Linked DNA regions of Oryctolagus cuniculus: region 1 is linked to region 2. A link is a contact called in public Micro-C data. All regions are on one chromosome and are shown on one strand. The core of a region is the stretch at or near the end of the contact, and the rest is flanking DNA. Distances in the headings are between cores, read along the strand shown. Region 1 holds the start of RWDD4 (RWD domain containing 4). Region 2 holds the start of ING2 (inhibitor of growth family member 2).

Region 1 (7,331 bases), core at 3,054-5,553, 130 kb after region 2:
TCTACATTTCACATAAGTAAAAAAAATTCACATGTGTTTAGTATATAGATTTAATAAAATATCAACTTTTTTTGATCATGTCACAGGGTGCTGAAAAGAACACTAGACTTGGAACCCAGACCTGGATTTTAATTCTGATAATTCTCAGTAACAGCTATGTAAGGTAAGGAAAACAGGACTAACTAGGAGGTAAAAATCATATAATTTCCAAAGTTTCTTCCATTTCTAACACTTTATGATTCTGTTACAATAAAAACAAGTATCTCTTGGTTTTTAAAACATTTCTGAATTAAGTTTTCAAATGTTAAAAATAGTAAGTCATGGTTGATGAGTTTCATTTAAATGCTTCAGAAAATATAAAGGTAGAATACAATTCAACCACTAAGCTTAAAAACCAAAATCAGCATTTTCAGTAACCTTTAGTTTTTTCTAGCGAACTGGTAAGGTTCCTACTCATGACATGTCTTACCCTGTATTGAAATGAAACTGGACTTAATTCCCGGAAACTTTCATCTCCTTCATAAATAGAACGTAAAGCTTCTAGTTCCATCTGAAAGAAATGAAACCATTAATTTTTTTTAGTAGTAGAAGCAGATTAGAAATAGAGGATCTTTAGTTACTGACTTAAGACCACTCAACTATGTGGAACTCGGCTAACTTATAGGGAATGATATTCTCAATTATGCATGTGTAACACCCACATTACAATTATGCTATAGATACTTGTTTTAAAACTATGTGTCAGGTCCTCCTAAGTGTTTTACGCTACATCATCTTATGTAATTCTAACATCCATCCTGGGAAGATCTTATTACCTTATTTTTTCCTTCCTACCAGGGAGGAAAACAAGATTCAATTTAAAGCCACTCCAGAGCATGGGTTTATTATCACTCTGCTGAAGAGTAATAGCCTGGGGTGGAAAGAGCACTAAACCTGGAGATAAGAAATACGAAGCACGGCCGGCGCCACGGCTCACTAGGCTAATCCTCCGCCTTGCGGCGCCGGCACACCGGGTTCTAGTCCCGGTTGGGGCGCCGGATTCTGTCCCGGTTGCCCCTCTTCCAGGCCAGCTCTCTGCTGTGGCCAGGGAGTGCAGTGGAGGATGGCCCAGGTGCTTGGGCCCTGCACCCCATGGGAGACCAGGAAAAGCACCTGGCTCTTGGCTCCTGCCATCGGATCAGCGCGGTGTGCCGGCCGCAGTGCACCGGCCGCGGCAGCCATTGGAGGGTGAACCAACGGCAAAGGAAGACCTTTCTCTCTGTCTCTCTCTCTCACTGTCCACTCTGCCTGTCAAAAAATTAAAAAAAAAAAATACGAAGCACAAGAACTTCCTATTACATAAATTACTATATTTGTAATCTCTCTAATGAGATGATTTAAAACTTAAAAAAAATTGTACAAAAAAACTAGGGGCCGGTGCGCTGTGGCATAATAGTTTAAGCATTTGCCTGTGGCACTGGCATCCCATATGGGCGCTGGTTCGAGTCCCTGCTATTCTACTTCTGCTCCAGCTCACTGCTAATGGCTTGAGAGAGCAGTGGAAGATGGCCCAATTACTTGGGCCCCTGCACCTGCATGGGAAACCCAGAAGAAGCTCCTGGCATCTGGCTTAGGATCCGTGCAGCTCCCTTTGGGGATGAACCTTCCATCCCTTTTGGGGATGGAAGACCTCTCTCTCTGTCTGTAACTATGCCTCTGAAGTGAATAAGTAAATCTTAAAAAAAAAAAAAAAGAAAACTTAAAGAGAAAGGTTGGTAAGGATCTACTCAAGATAGGAGAAAGGACTGCAACACAAAACGTATCTAGCAACTTTGCTGGGGAGTGTTTCTTAGAATACAGTGGTCTTACAAATGACTTGGTCTTGTGGAAGGGGGAAAAAAGCGAAATCACCTTCGAGAAGCTATGACATAGAATGGCCCTTGTCTATACTGTTGACGAACAGTTCTTTTAGTTTTTTAAATTTCATTCTTTCTTTTTCTTCTCGGACTTAAGAGGAGAGGGAGGAGGAAGCAGGGGAGAGTGGGTGGGAGGGCAGGTACAGTGGGAAAATTACTATGTTCCTAATGTTGTATTTATGATATACATACAAATAATAATAATATAAAGATTGAGTCTCAAGCACCATTTGACCACGGACAATTCTCTGAGAAGACTGCCCTCGTGTACATGTTCTGGTTTTCAAAAAGGTGTAACCATGAATTCTACAGAGTAAAGATGGCGACCTTGTGACATGGACACAAGTTTAGAATTGATTTTTTAAGAAATGGTGGGAGAACAAAGAGTAGTCCCTAAAACCTAGCCAATATATGAAATGAGGGCATATGTAAATAATCCTTCTCAGAGATGGTACTTCTGATTCAGAGACCAGCAGGAAACAGTCTACACAGATTTTAGCAAAGCTCCACAAGTTTCTCTTGTTACCTTTACAAAGAAAAATATAGAAATTCAAACTGGATTCAGGAACAACTAAGAAGATTAGACTGTTATAAACAACTGACTCAAAATACAGCTACTCCTTAATGACTGGAACAGGAATATAAACAAAAGGCAGGTTCAATGATGGGACAGTGCATCACGCTGGCGGCAGAATTAAGAACTCAAAATGTCCTTAAAAAACATGCTCGTGATGCAATTAAACAGCATTAAGTAGAAGAAATTATGTTTACATTCTTAGATACACAAATAGAGAAAGACAAATTATTTTATAAAAAGCACTTAAACGGTTTAGTTGACAGTGAACGTTACTGAATGTAACTGTAGAAAAGGCGTTTTGCAACAATTTGACAACAGGACATAAGCTTAGAACCTGCCGGCTGACAGGATTCCAGGATGGTAAAGGAACTGAAATAATGGGCTTAGGAATAAAAGCTAAGGGAACAATTTTGCCAAGAAAAGGACATTGGGCAGGAAACTGTCTTCAAAGATCTGAAAATCAGTCACATGGAAGAGTGGAAATGGAGATTCGGGGCCCCACCGCAGAAATTCTGACTCAAACGGAGTGGGGTGCAGTGCAGGTTGTTTATTTAACAATCACTCAAATGGTTCCAACTTGGAGAAACCTTCCCCTTCATGTATGCTCTGTGCATTGCTGGAAGACAAAGCTAGTAATGCCTTGGCTGAGAGACTCCCGTAGCAAAACTGCTTTGAAGGAATTCAGGTGTCAACTTGCTTGTTGAACTTTGGGTCTTAATTTAAAGCTAATTTCTGATCCACAGATGCTATCACTTCTATCGTGTGGAAGTGCTAATTAAAGCAATACCTGACAAGTGTATTAGCGAATGCACAGGAGGCTTGGGGTCTGGTTGCAATCCTAGCACAGCCTCACGGCGCGGTCCGGGGGCCACTCACTGCGCCTTACCCATCACAAAGGTAGAAGGTGCCCCCAGAGGTGACCTGGCGCGTCCCTCCAACGTGTCAAAACAGAATTTTAAAGAGAAAATACGTGCGCACGAAGCATACAATTCTGATGGCACGCCGTATACTCAAGATTCGGCATCCATCTGCCAACACGGAAAAATGATTTCATAAAACAATTTGGACAGAAACCAGAGACACGCGGGTCATTATTTTTCTCCACTAGGAGACTTAACTAAGTTAACTCTCTACCAGTCAAGAGTTTTTAGGACTTAGAGGTGACCAGATTCCAGGCCAGCTCAGGGCACAAGCTCTGAACACCACGCGGGAGTCAAGGAGACAACTGGGTCATGGACCAAGGACAGTCACCCTGGTCATCAAGGAAATCTGCGGAGACCCCCGGGTGAGCAAATATGAAAGACGGCAGGGAGTGGGCAGGCAGAGGCGGGCCCCCACCCTTTCACGCACGCCTGTCCTCTCTCGCACCGCACCGGCCAGGCTCGGAGGGCGCGCGGGGCGCAGGGCACGTGCGGGCCCCGGGCTGTGGCTGCGCGCCTGCGCGGGAACACGGGCGTCCAGCCTCGGGTGGGGCTCACCTCTTGGTCCTCGTTGGCACTCATCGCGCCAGTCGCGGGGCTCTCCCGGGCTGCTGGCGTTCACAACGAAGAGGGCACAAGTGCACTGGCCCCCGAGGCCGGGGCGTCCCCCTTCCGCGCCTCGGCTGCGGGGCCACGCACCCTTCGCAGCCGAAGACCAGAGTCACGCACGCCGCGAGGCTCTCGGCAGCGTCCAGGCGCCGACCACAGGGGCCCGGCTGTGCTCCGGGAGCCGGAGGCCGCCGTGGGTGAGGCGACCCGGAGTCTGAGGAGAGGCTGCGGGGCGGTACCGGCGGAGGCTCCGCCCCCCTCTTCCCCCTCGTTTTTCCCATTGGCTCCTTCCATCTCCGCCCCCGACTCTTTCTCTCGTTGGACTTGGAGAGCTTCCTTCGCGTTGTGGAGAGCGGCGTCCGACTCCAGGGCGGCGATTGGTGTAGGACGCTGTCACTCACGTCCAGAAAGTGCTTCCTGTGCCAGAGGAGGTGGGGACCGGGAGGTCCGGCCTGCTGGAGCCTGCGGCGGGGCCGCGGCCATAGGGACGGGTCCGGACGTTTTGTGGCCTCTCGGCCTGCTTCCTGTCATTCCTGTCATCTTCTCCCGCCTGGCGGCGATCGGCCACGGCTGCTGCGGGTCCGGGGCGTGCGGCCTGGGTGAGTCCGGGCCCAGAGACCCATGGGGCCAGGCGAGGCCGCCGAGGAAGAGCTAGCTCTTAACAGCACTGGTTTTGGGGCCTGCGTTTCCCTAAGTGTGAGGGTGCAGTCCTGGCATTTCTCTTCCAGCCCCTCCCAAAAGACGCACCCATTTCCAGGACGCCCCCCGCGCCTCCCACTTAACGGGGTGGGGTGATAGAAGAGGAAGATGCCTTTTGTGCAAGATTCTTTCTCCAGCTTCCTTCATTGGAGCTATCTGGGGCAGAATTCTGTGACCACGGGGATGGAATCTAAGCCTCAGTTGAGTTTGTGCTCCACATCCTCACCATCGACTTTTTTTTTTTTTTTTTAAATAACCATTTGGCCTCAAACTGAGTTCATTCCTCCTTTGCTCATTTTGTAGTTGCGATTGGTGTAGGACATCATCTCTGAATCTCGTTGTTAGTAGACGTTAGTCTTACCCCCTGAACTCCAGTTCGTTATAGTAAAGCCGCATTATTATAATTACTTGTCATGCTGCCTGACAGATTGCTTCCCTTGCACTCGGTGGTGTCCACCCAGAATGCTCACTTGTACCCCTGTACCTCCTTCCACGTCATGGTTTGATCTGTGGCTCCGTTGGCTTCCTTCAGGAAATCTGAAAATTTCTCTTCCTCAGCTTTCCTCGTGGAAGCATTCAGTGTATATCTCTCTTTACCTTCATGTTTCCAGCCTTTGCTGGAGAATAAGCATGCATATTTAACTGCCCAAATTTTTAAAGTTGAGTATGGCAAAGCTTTAGGTGCAGGTTTTTTTTTTTTTTTTTTTTTTTGAAAGGCAGAGTGGACAGTGAGAGGGAGAGACAGAGAGAAAGGTCTTCCTTTTGCCATTGGTTCACCCTCCAATGGCCGCCGCGGCCGGCGCACTGCGCTGATCCGATGGCAGGAGCCAGGTGCTTCTCCTGGTCTCCCATGGGGTGCAGGGCCCAAGCACCTGGGCCATCCTCCACTGCACTCCCTGGCCACAGCAGAGGGCTGGCCTGGAAGAGGGGCAACTGGGACAGAATCCGGCGCCCCGACCGGGACTAGAACCTGGTGTGCCGGCGCCGCAAGGCGGAGGATTAGCCTAGTGAGCCGCGGCGCCGGCCTAGGTGCAGTTTTTTGTTTTTTGTTTTTTGTTTTTTTTTTTTTTTTTTGACAGGCAGAGTGGACAGTGAGAGAGAGAGAGAGAGAGAAAGGTCTTCCTTTGCCGTTGGTTCACCCTCCAATGGCCGCCGCGGCCGGCACGCTGCGGCCGGCGCACCGCGCTGATCCGATGGCAGAAGCCAGGAGCCAGGTGCTTTTCCTGGTCTCCCATGGGGTGCAGGGCCCAAGCACCTGGGCCATCCTCCACTGCACTCCCTGGACACAGCAGAGGGCTGGCCTGGAAGAGGGGCAACCGGGACAGAATCCGGCGCCCCGACCAGGACTAGAACCCGGTGTGCCGGCGCCGCTAGGCGGAGGATTAGCCTAGTGAGCCGCGGCGCCGGCCCTAGGTGCAGTTTTTATACAGTACATTTGGGACAGATTTGCCAGTTGACAGCTGTCCATCTTGCACAGTAACCATGTGTGGCTGTTGAGCATCTGAAATAAGCTAGTCCAGATTGAAATATTGTGTGGATAAAATACACACCAAAATGTGAAGACTTAGTGTAGTACAAAGAAAGTAAAATATCTGATTGATAACTTTTATGTTGTTGATATGATAATATCTGGGACCTACTGAGAGTGTTATTGAAATGAATTCACCTGTTTCTTTTTAATATGACTGGTAGAAAATGTAAAATCATTTATGTGGTTTGTATGTTCTTGTTACGTAGCTACAGCACTGATTTAAAGTTCTGTAAGTGATTTCTAGTTCCCTTACTTCCAGCTTGCTCAAAGCTTTTTGCCTTTTTGTAATTTTTTCAGTGGCGGTCCATATATTAGAAATAGATCTGAAAGAATTGCTTATGAATGTGTTTTCATTTGTATTTTCAGCTTTTTCATGACAACCTGACCATGAGCCCCACACAGTGGGACTTCCCTGTGGAATTATGCTGCCGGCCTATGGCCTTTGTTACCCTTACGGGCCTGGATGTCGTGTATAATGCTGTACATAGAGCTGTCTGGGATGCCTTCTGTGCCAATCGGAGAGCTGACCGAGTACCAATTTCTTTCAAGGTGCTCCCAGGTGACCATGAGTATCCCAAATGTAGACCCAAGGTAATGACATTATGATTTCATGGGTTCACTCTTTCTCTGTGTATGTATGTCTTTTTGTGTTACTGTTGTCTGTGCTGGAAACCTGAGTTTATCAAGACAATGGTTGTACTTGTATAGAAAGAAAACTTTGGGGCCGCCATTGTGGTGTAGTGGATAAAGCTGATACCTGCAATGAAGGCATCCCAAATAGGCACTGGCTTATTGTCCCCACTACTCCACTTCCAATCCAGCGCCCTGGTAAAGAGCCTGGGAGGGCAGCTGAAGATTGCCCAAGTGCTTGGGCTTCTGCCACCCATGTGGGAGACTGGAAGGAAGCTCCTGGCTCTTGGCTTTGGCTTGGCCTAGCCCTGGCCATTGCAACCATCTGGACATCTCTCTCTGTCTTTCCTTCTGTCTCTGTAACTCTGACTTTCAAATAAATAAGTAAGTAAGTAAATAAATAAATAAATAAATCTTCAAAAAAGAAAAGAAAACCATAGACATGTTCATGTATGTTTAATAAAATGTTT
Region 2 (7,962 bases), core at 1,561-4,060:
AATAAATAAATAAAAAAAAAGGCAAATGTCTGAAATAACTCACACCAGAGATGATCATGCTAGATTGTTTAACAAGTTTAGACCAATACCAGCTGAAATATTATTGGATTCTTTGCTTCCTTTCAGCTGTTCAATAGAATGATGAAAGAATGAGAACAATGCTATGAAGTCTCCTATGCCTTACTTACTCATCCTTCATACCTCTCACCTTGCTCTAGGTTCCTAGAAGGTGTACTCTGCTTCATGGCCTTCTCTCACTTCCAGTTTCTAGCCACATGACTTATCTGCCTGAAGATCACTCATCAGGTGAGTAAAAACCAGGGGTGTATTCAATAAAGAACCCGAATCGGTAAATAATAAGGTGTCTGGTATTAGTACTATTATTATTTAAAGATTTTATTTTTTTATTTGAGAGGTAGAGTTACAGTGAGAGGGAGAGACAGAGAAAAGGGGCTTCCTTCCGTTGGTTCACCCCGAAATGGCCGCAACCGCCCAAAGCCAGGTGCATCTTCCTGGTCTCCCATGTGGGTGCAGGGGCTCAAGGACTTGGACCATCTTCTACTGCTTTCCCAGGCCATAGCAGAGCTGGACTGGAAGAGGAGCAGCTGGGTCTCGAACCGGCGGCCAAATGGGATGCCGGCGCCGCAGGCGGAGGATTAACCAAATGAGCCACGACGCTGGCCCCGCTGGCCCCGGTGTCTGGTATTATTTTTCAATAATGACAAATTGCTTCAAATTTGTGTGAAAACAAAACAACACGACAGGGTTCAGGTAAAATTCAGTAAAATTTAATACTTAACAATGTCTGGTTTTTGACAAGTTGGGTGCTTAATCTGAAAGCGTTACAGAATGACAAGAAAAACCCCCGAGGCAGTCTCAAGAATGCAATTCACTGTGCCGTCTGGGTTGACTTAATATTCAAGGGGTCGAAACCTCAAAGCGTCACAGGATAACACAGGACAGTCTCCCAAGCCTTCGCAATATTTTATTGTTTCCAAGCCATGGAACTCCCTGAAGTTTCAATTTTTCCTCCAGATCAAGCTCTAGAGTTTTCTCTGCATGTCAGTGGGTACTTACCACTAACAGCTGTCTCGAAACTGCTCTAAATCGGTCACCCTACAGGTGTCCCATGCTTCTAAACTGATTATAATGGCTAAATTCATCACTCGGTCACATTTTGCTTTGACTCACAATAGGGTTTGCTTACATAGGCGTTCCATTAAAATCCTCCGTGTATTCGATCTACTTCCACGCTTTTCTTTTGGTAACACTCGTTATTCTATAAACTCAACGTCCGCCTGTAATGAAAAGCAGCTCCTTTGGCTGGCATTTATTTCATTTACGTTACCCAGAAATTAATCGATGGGAATCCATCATTTCGTGGGCTGGACTGTGGCCTGGGGTCTCACCGTCAGTCCCTGGGCCTCTTTCGGCTTGGCCGGAGGGGAGGACGGAGTGACCATATCGTGCAGCGCCCCTCCCTCCGCCCGCAAGCCCTCGCCCACGTCTAATGCCTGAACGTTCCGACCCCCGAAAAGGTTTTGCTTCGTTCTGAACGGCTGTCTACCGGCCACTTTCGCACCCCTGCCCCCTCAACAGGACTCAACAGGAGGGGAACCCTGGCCAGAGCTTGCCACCCCGGCGCCGGGAGCCCTCCGGGTCACCCCAAGGCAGAGCGAAGCCGCACCGGGTCCCTGCAGGCGACTACGTGGAAGATAGGGAAAACGGCGGCGGTCAGAGGGAGCATCGCCTACCTCCCCGCTGCTGGGGAAGCCCCAGGGCGGCGCCGGGAGGAGGCTCGCTGCCCCCGGGCAGCGCTGAGGCGGCGGCCAGCGAGCCGCGGCGGCTCGGCGGGAACACAGCCGCCGTGCATGCCGGGAGCAGCGCCCCGCTGCACACTGGGTCGGTAGTTCCCGCAGGCCTCACTCCAGGGTGCAACGGAGAGCAGCTGCCGGCGGCTCCTTTTAAGGCTCGCGGGGAGCCGCGCTCGATCCGCCCAACGTGGGGAAGAGTCGATCACCCTGGGCCGAGTGAGCCGGGCCACGGCTCCCCTCTCCCAGTGGGAAGGACGGAAGGAAGAATTCGGCCACCTTTCAGGTCCCATTCAGAGCGCGGGCGGGGACGCGGGTTTGACAGTGCTTCCCCTTTAAGGGGGGGCGGGGCACAGCCTGCCGTTTGGCCGCCCTCCGCACCCTCCCCCCGCGGCCGAGAGTTGACAGACCAATCGCCCGGGCGGCGGACGGAAAGCGGGAGAATGCGAACCCTTCGGTGGGGCGCTAGGGGCGGGCCCCCGGCCTTATTAGGACGGCGTCCTGCGCAGGCGCAGAGGCGGCCGCAGCCGAAGGGGCGGGGGCAGTCCAGTGAGAGACTCTCGGACAGTCGCGGAGGCTGACCGTGGGGGGCGAGGGGTTTGTCAGGGGGATCCGAGCGACGAGGCGGCGTGGGTAGCATCTGGGGACTTTGCGGGGGACAGGAAGTGTCCCCGCCCGGGACCCCGGCGCCAGCTCCGCTGAGGGGGGGGGATCCCCGCGGCTCTCGTCCTGGGGAGGGCGGGGGGAACGGAGGGGGAGCCCTGATCTCGCCCCGCCCCTGGGCTTGTTACCGCGGGGGCGGGGAGTGAGGGCTTCTTTTGGGGGGAGTGGAGGTCGGGGGACTCGGCTGTGCCCTCCGGAGCGGCGGCCGGTGTCCCCGCGGCGCCGGGCAGCCGAGCAGACGAGCCGCGGTGAGCGCGGCTTTTGCATGTGCGGCTGCTGGATGCGGAGGCGGCGGCGGCGGCGGCGGCCAGGAGCAGCAGCAGCGGCGGCGGCAGGATGTTAGGGCAGCAGCAGCAGCAGCAGCAGCAACTGTACTCGTCGGCCGCGCTCCTGACCGGGGAGCGGAGCCGGCTGCTCACCTGCTACGTGCAGGACTACCTCGAGTGTGTGGAGTCGCTGCCACACGACATGCAGAGGAACGTGTCTGTGCTGCGGGAGCTGGACAACAAATATCAAGGTAGGGGCCGCGGGGCTCTCGGGCACGGCCGCCCGGAGCCTGCCCCGGCTGTGCCACTTTGCCTTTCTCCGGTGACAGTCTCCGCGAGTGCAACACGGCGGGGGTCCTGCCGTGTGGGGCGGGGAGGAGGAGCTGGACAGGGGGCTCGAGGCCCTCGCCTTCCCCGCTGCGGGCGGCGAGGACTTCGCCGGGGTCCCCGGAGTGGGGGTGGGGGCCGCGCGTCAGCCCCGGCTGCAGACCCAGCGGCTGCAGCTGTCGTGGAGGGGAATCAGCCATTTTAAGCAGCAAGCATTTGTTCCGGCTCTTGCCGGCCCAGTGCCGCAAGCCCTCTCGCCTGGCCGAGGGAGTGTGCAGCCAGGCGGGGGGCCGCGGCCGGCCGGGCTCCCGCCGGTCTGCGGCGCCCCGCGCTCCCCACCCCCTCCGGCCCCCGGCCCCGAGAGGAGATGCATTGGAACGTGTCGGGGGGAGGGGGCGGGAGAGGGCCGCGAAGGCGGACTCGGGGCAGGTCCCTCCCTCCGCGCTCCGGCTCCTGGCTCGGGAACCGAGCGGTCTGTTCCCCTCTCCCGCCGGGGGGAAAGTTCCGGGCTGCCCAGCGCAGTAGCCTTTGCCCAGCTCCTTCTGCCAAATGGTTAAAAGGGGAGGGGTCTCCCGCTGAGAGGGGAGGAGAGGGGCGTGTGTGGCCGGGAGGGCCCCCGGCCCCTGGGGGCGGGGCCTGCGGCCGTGACGTGGGCGAGGGGCGGGGACGCGAGGCGCTCCGCCGGCCTCGGAAATGGCTAGTGGCTGCAGAGGCTTGGGTGGGACCGGCTGCTCGAGAGCCAGTCTGGCCAGTGGCTCGTTCGTTCGGCCCCAGCAGAGCCAGTGTTGGCGTCTGTGTGACTTTTCTCTTTCGCAGCCGGTCAGTCGGCACGGGGACACAGCTGCTGGCACCGTAGCTGTCCCTGAAGGCTCGCAGGTTCCGGGCCGTGTGTCACTTCCGGGCCCCAGGAGGAAGTGGGTTGGTTGACTGGGCAACCGCCCGGCGTCCCTTCGCCCCTGGGTCGCGACTCCGCCAAGTTTCAGCGACGGGACGAAAACCACCCTTTGTGGTCAGACCCAAGAAGCTAGGACAGGGACTCGACCTTTGTCGCATAGTGTCGTTCGTCGTCCACTCTCCGCCTGCTACGAGCAGGGGAGTGGTTTACTTCGGATCGGGAGTTGAAATGTGTTTGATAACCCGAAGTCGAGGAACAGACCTTGGACACGAACTTCTTGTACCCTTGCTCTGTTTTTCCCAGCACGTCACTAATCCGATGATTTCAAGGAATCCACTTCAAGAGTGACTTCTGTGGCCTGTAGCGTGTAGCGACATTTAAGTCTCTGTTGTTGAATGCATAAATTTGTTCTCTGAATCCATATGATTGATAGGGCCGATCTCTTAGTGGGAATAAAGCTGATACTGATTGTCGCTGTGTGCCAGTTACTGCACCAGATCCAGGACATTATATGAAGTAAAACTGATTTTTACAGATAAAAGTAACTTGTCCAGTTAGTTGAATGGGGGAATTTTTGTCTCCTAAGCCTGTTACTTTAGGTGAATGTCCTTTGTTTCAAACTGTTTAAACCTTTTTATTTTAAGTAAGAGTTGTCCAATGTTATTTTTTCCGATGTGGTGCACATATGTGAGTCGTAACCCAGAAAATTATACGTATGTGCTTAAGAATTGTATATTGAATATTTGTGGTTTTTCAAGTGGTAACTTTGAAGATTGTAAAGCTTGTAGATTTTTATACTTTAAAGGCACAAATTTGCCTTAAACTATTTGAAGTTGGGAAGAAATGCTAGAATTTGTTGATAGAGAAATCTATTTGACCATCTATAATTGTCATAATTAGTTCTGGTAGTATGAGTGATATGGTAGGACTTAAAAGATTGAGAGATTGTCAAAATTCTCAATTCTGTAAAATTGTGATTAACTTCCACATTAATAGAAAAGCAATAGAATTTTCGCTCTGTGCACATAGTTGCTAAACTCAACCTTTATGGTTTTTTACTAACTTTACATACTATTGTGTTCCTGGTTCACTTTCATTTTTTTAATTTGTTTTAAACATTTATTTATTTATTTGAAAGCTACACAGAGAGATCTTCCATCCCCTGATTTATTTTATTTTTTTTTATGCAGAACTATACAGCTTTACAGTTACAAACTTGATAAACTTCATAATTACAGCTTTAGGAACATGGTGATTCTTCCCACCATGCCTACATTCCCACCCCTGGTTTATTTTAAATGGCCGTAACTGCCAGGGCTGGCCCAGGCGGAAGCCTGGAGGCAGGAGTTTGATCTGGGTCTCTCAGGGGGATGGAGGGACCCAAGCACTTGGGAGGTCTTCCTCTGCTTTCCCAGGCACTTTAGCAGGGAGTTGGACGGGAAGTGGAGCAGCCGAGACTCAAACTGGTACTCATGTGAGATGCCGGGGTTGTGCAGGCAGAGGCTGTACCTGCTATGCCACAGTGCTGGCACCCATTTTCATGTTTCTTATTTGCTAGTCCTTAAGTATTTTTTTTGGTTGGCATCTAATACTTAGCGCAATATTTAATGATATAAATTATATAAGCATTCAAGGAAATTTCTCTCCAACTATTTGAGACAGTTCCTGAAATTGCTGATGAACCTATAAAATAGAGAATTAAAGAAGAAGAGTTTCATAATTCAGTAAATTATTATGGGATATGGCATTAGATAACCTTTATTTTTTGTTTTAGTATTCTCATTCATAATTAGGTAAATAACAACCTTTGAACTAAAATTTAATATTTAATTTCAAGTGCCTTTCATGTTACTTATAGCAAGTACCTAAATTGTGGGGTCCACTATATAGATCTGACAGAGTTCAAAGTCTGGGGTTCTTTCCTCTTGAGTTTAACTTCACATGTGAAAGTAATGTCTTCATGGGGATTGGATGAGAAAATCTTTGCCACATAGATAAGGGCTGAGTAAATGTTAGTTTCCCTTCTTGTCACTACATAATTCATCTTTATAAAAATGTGAATTTTTGTCTCATGGTATTAATGTACTGGTATTACATAGTGTAATTTTAATTTTTATTATTTTTATCTTTTGTTGTGTATGGTATAATTAATTTCTAACTCATTATTAGATGCAAAATATTTGGAATGAGGTTTAGCATTTTTTAAAAAATCCTCATTTTTTTTGTATGTCTAAGGGCAAAATACTTAATTTCCTTATTTTTCCTTTAGAAAAACTAGTTTATTAAGAAATCCACATAGGTGCCTACCTCAGCAAGTGGGATAGACAGGAACTTTGTTCAAAAGCATGCCATGCAAATATGATTACCTTCAACTTCATAGTGGTATTTTGTCACAAATCCTAGGGCAAATAGTAGTCCAACAGGTGTCAGTACCTGCAGTTTTCAGGGAGGAGATAATTCGTATGAAATGAATGTTTGATTTGTGTTACCTTACTTGTAGACAGCACCAGTGTGTATATTTTACTTGTCTAACATTTCTGTTCTTGTATTTAGTAATACTGGAATATAAAACAGTGGTATGCCAAATGATACTATGAATTAGATTTTTTTCTCTACCTTTAGTAAGGTGGATCTCTCAAATAGCACTGTATCTAGGAGCCAGCGCTGTGGCGCAGTGGATTAATAAAGCCCCAGTCTGCAGCGCCTGCATCCCATATGGGCGCCGGTTCATGTCCTATCTGCTCTACTTCCGTTTAGCTCTGTGCTATGGCCTGGGAAAGCAGTGGAAGACGGTCCAAGTCCTTGGGCCCCTGCACCCACGTGGGAGACTGGAGGAAGCTCCTGGCTCCTGGCTTCAGATCAACGCAGCTCCGGCCATTGCGGCCATCTGGGGAGTGAACCAGCAGATGGAAGACCTTTCTCTTTCTCTGCCTCTGCCTCTCTGTAACTCTGCCTTTCAAATAAATAAATAAATCTTAAAACAACACACAAACAGCATTATATATCATAAGAATAAGAAATTGAGCAGATTTTAATAAGCTAATCTTGAATTATTCATGACATCTCAGACTCAGATTTTTACATATCATCTAGTGACTCAGCTATTTTTATTTGATTTAAGTAAATGTCCCAAATGCTATACTAGCAAATCAGCAGTTTTAAAAGCTTAGAACCAACTGCTGAGTTATCTATAAAAGCACAGTGATCCAATGCTGACTTTACTGTAATTTTGTTAGTGGTTTGTTTAGATGATGCCAGAACCAGAACCTACTCTGGAAATAGTTTGATTTTTCAGAATTTCACATGTGATAATAAAATAAAAGACCCATTGAAACTAGGATGATGGGAAGTTAGGAGTTGCTTATTCTGCTTGGTTCAAGAATATCCAACAATCTGATGTGAAAGTGAGGAGATAGTGTCTGTCTAGAATCATGTAGCAAGTTAATGCTCTAAACACAGTTGGGCGAGAATCTGCAGCCTAGTCCTGGAACTTCTTCATGTATTGTAGAAGCAGTATAGCATGTTAACTTTACATGGAGGGTTATTTTGATATTCAAATGAAGTATAGGTGATATGGCAGTAGGTAGACTCTAACCCGATATTCAGTGTCCTTGCCTTTGTTAACTACTTTGGATTTTTAATTGACCACACGTCTTTTATCCTGTTAACATTAATGATTATGTTAGTAATAATCATTAATATTAATGAACTTTAATAAGTTCAGTGTTCTTTTTAGTAGTTTATTTCTGAGTATTGGATAACATGGTCTTTATATGGAAAATAATGTATATGTACTGTAGGGAAGTATAGTTTCATGGTATGAGTTTAGTTCTAACTTCACCAGTTCTATAAAAAATAACTGACTATTTTCAGTGTTATGGTGCAGCAAGTTAAGCCGCCACCTGTGACTATGGTATCACATATTGGCACTAGCTCGAGTCCTGCCTGCTCCTCTTCTGATCCAGCTCCCTGCTAATGCACATGAGAAAGCAGCAGAGGA

What was found. A called contact is a pair of places that touch in the nucleus more often than the background predicts.
Region 1: a Micro-C map of ear pinna shows a contact between it and region 2, with 6 times the contacts expected there. The contact joins the promoter of RWDD4 here to the promoter of ING2 in region 2. A contact is called at or near these places in 4 of 6 Hi-C or Micro-C datasets (ear pinna, psoas muscle, skin fibroblasts and 1 more).

What each region holds. Positions count from the first base shown.
Region 1 is chr2:65,462,457-65,469,787 of mOryCun1.1, forward strand. RWDD4 (RWD domain containing 4) reads right to left here and starts at 4,304. Exons shown (of 7, transcript XR_007914189.2): 1 at 3,951-4,304; 2 at 470-550. It overlaps TRAPPC11 (trafficking protein particle complex subunit 11), which reads left to right and starts at 4,461. Exons shown (of 30, transcript XM_002709491.5): 1 at 4,461-4,600; 2 at 6,598-6,822. The coding sequence starts at 6,619.
Region 2 is chr2:65,333,548-65,341,509 of mOryCun1.1, forward strand. It overlaps ING2 (inhibitor of growth family member 2), which reads left to right and starts at 2,811. Exons shown (of 2, transcript XM_002709489.5): 1 at 2,811-2,991. The coding sequence starts at 2,811. It overlaps LOC138848474 (a long non-coding RNA gene), which reads right to left and starts at 1,893. Exons shown (of 3, transcript XR_011386297.1): 1 at 1,755-1,893.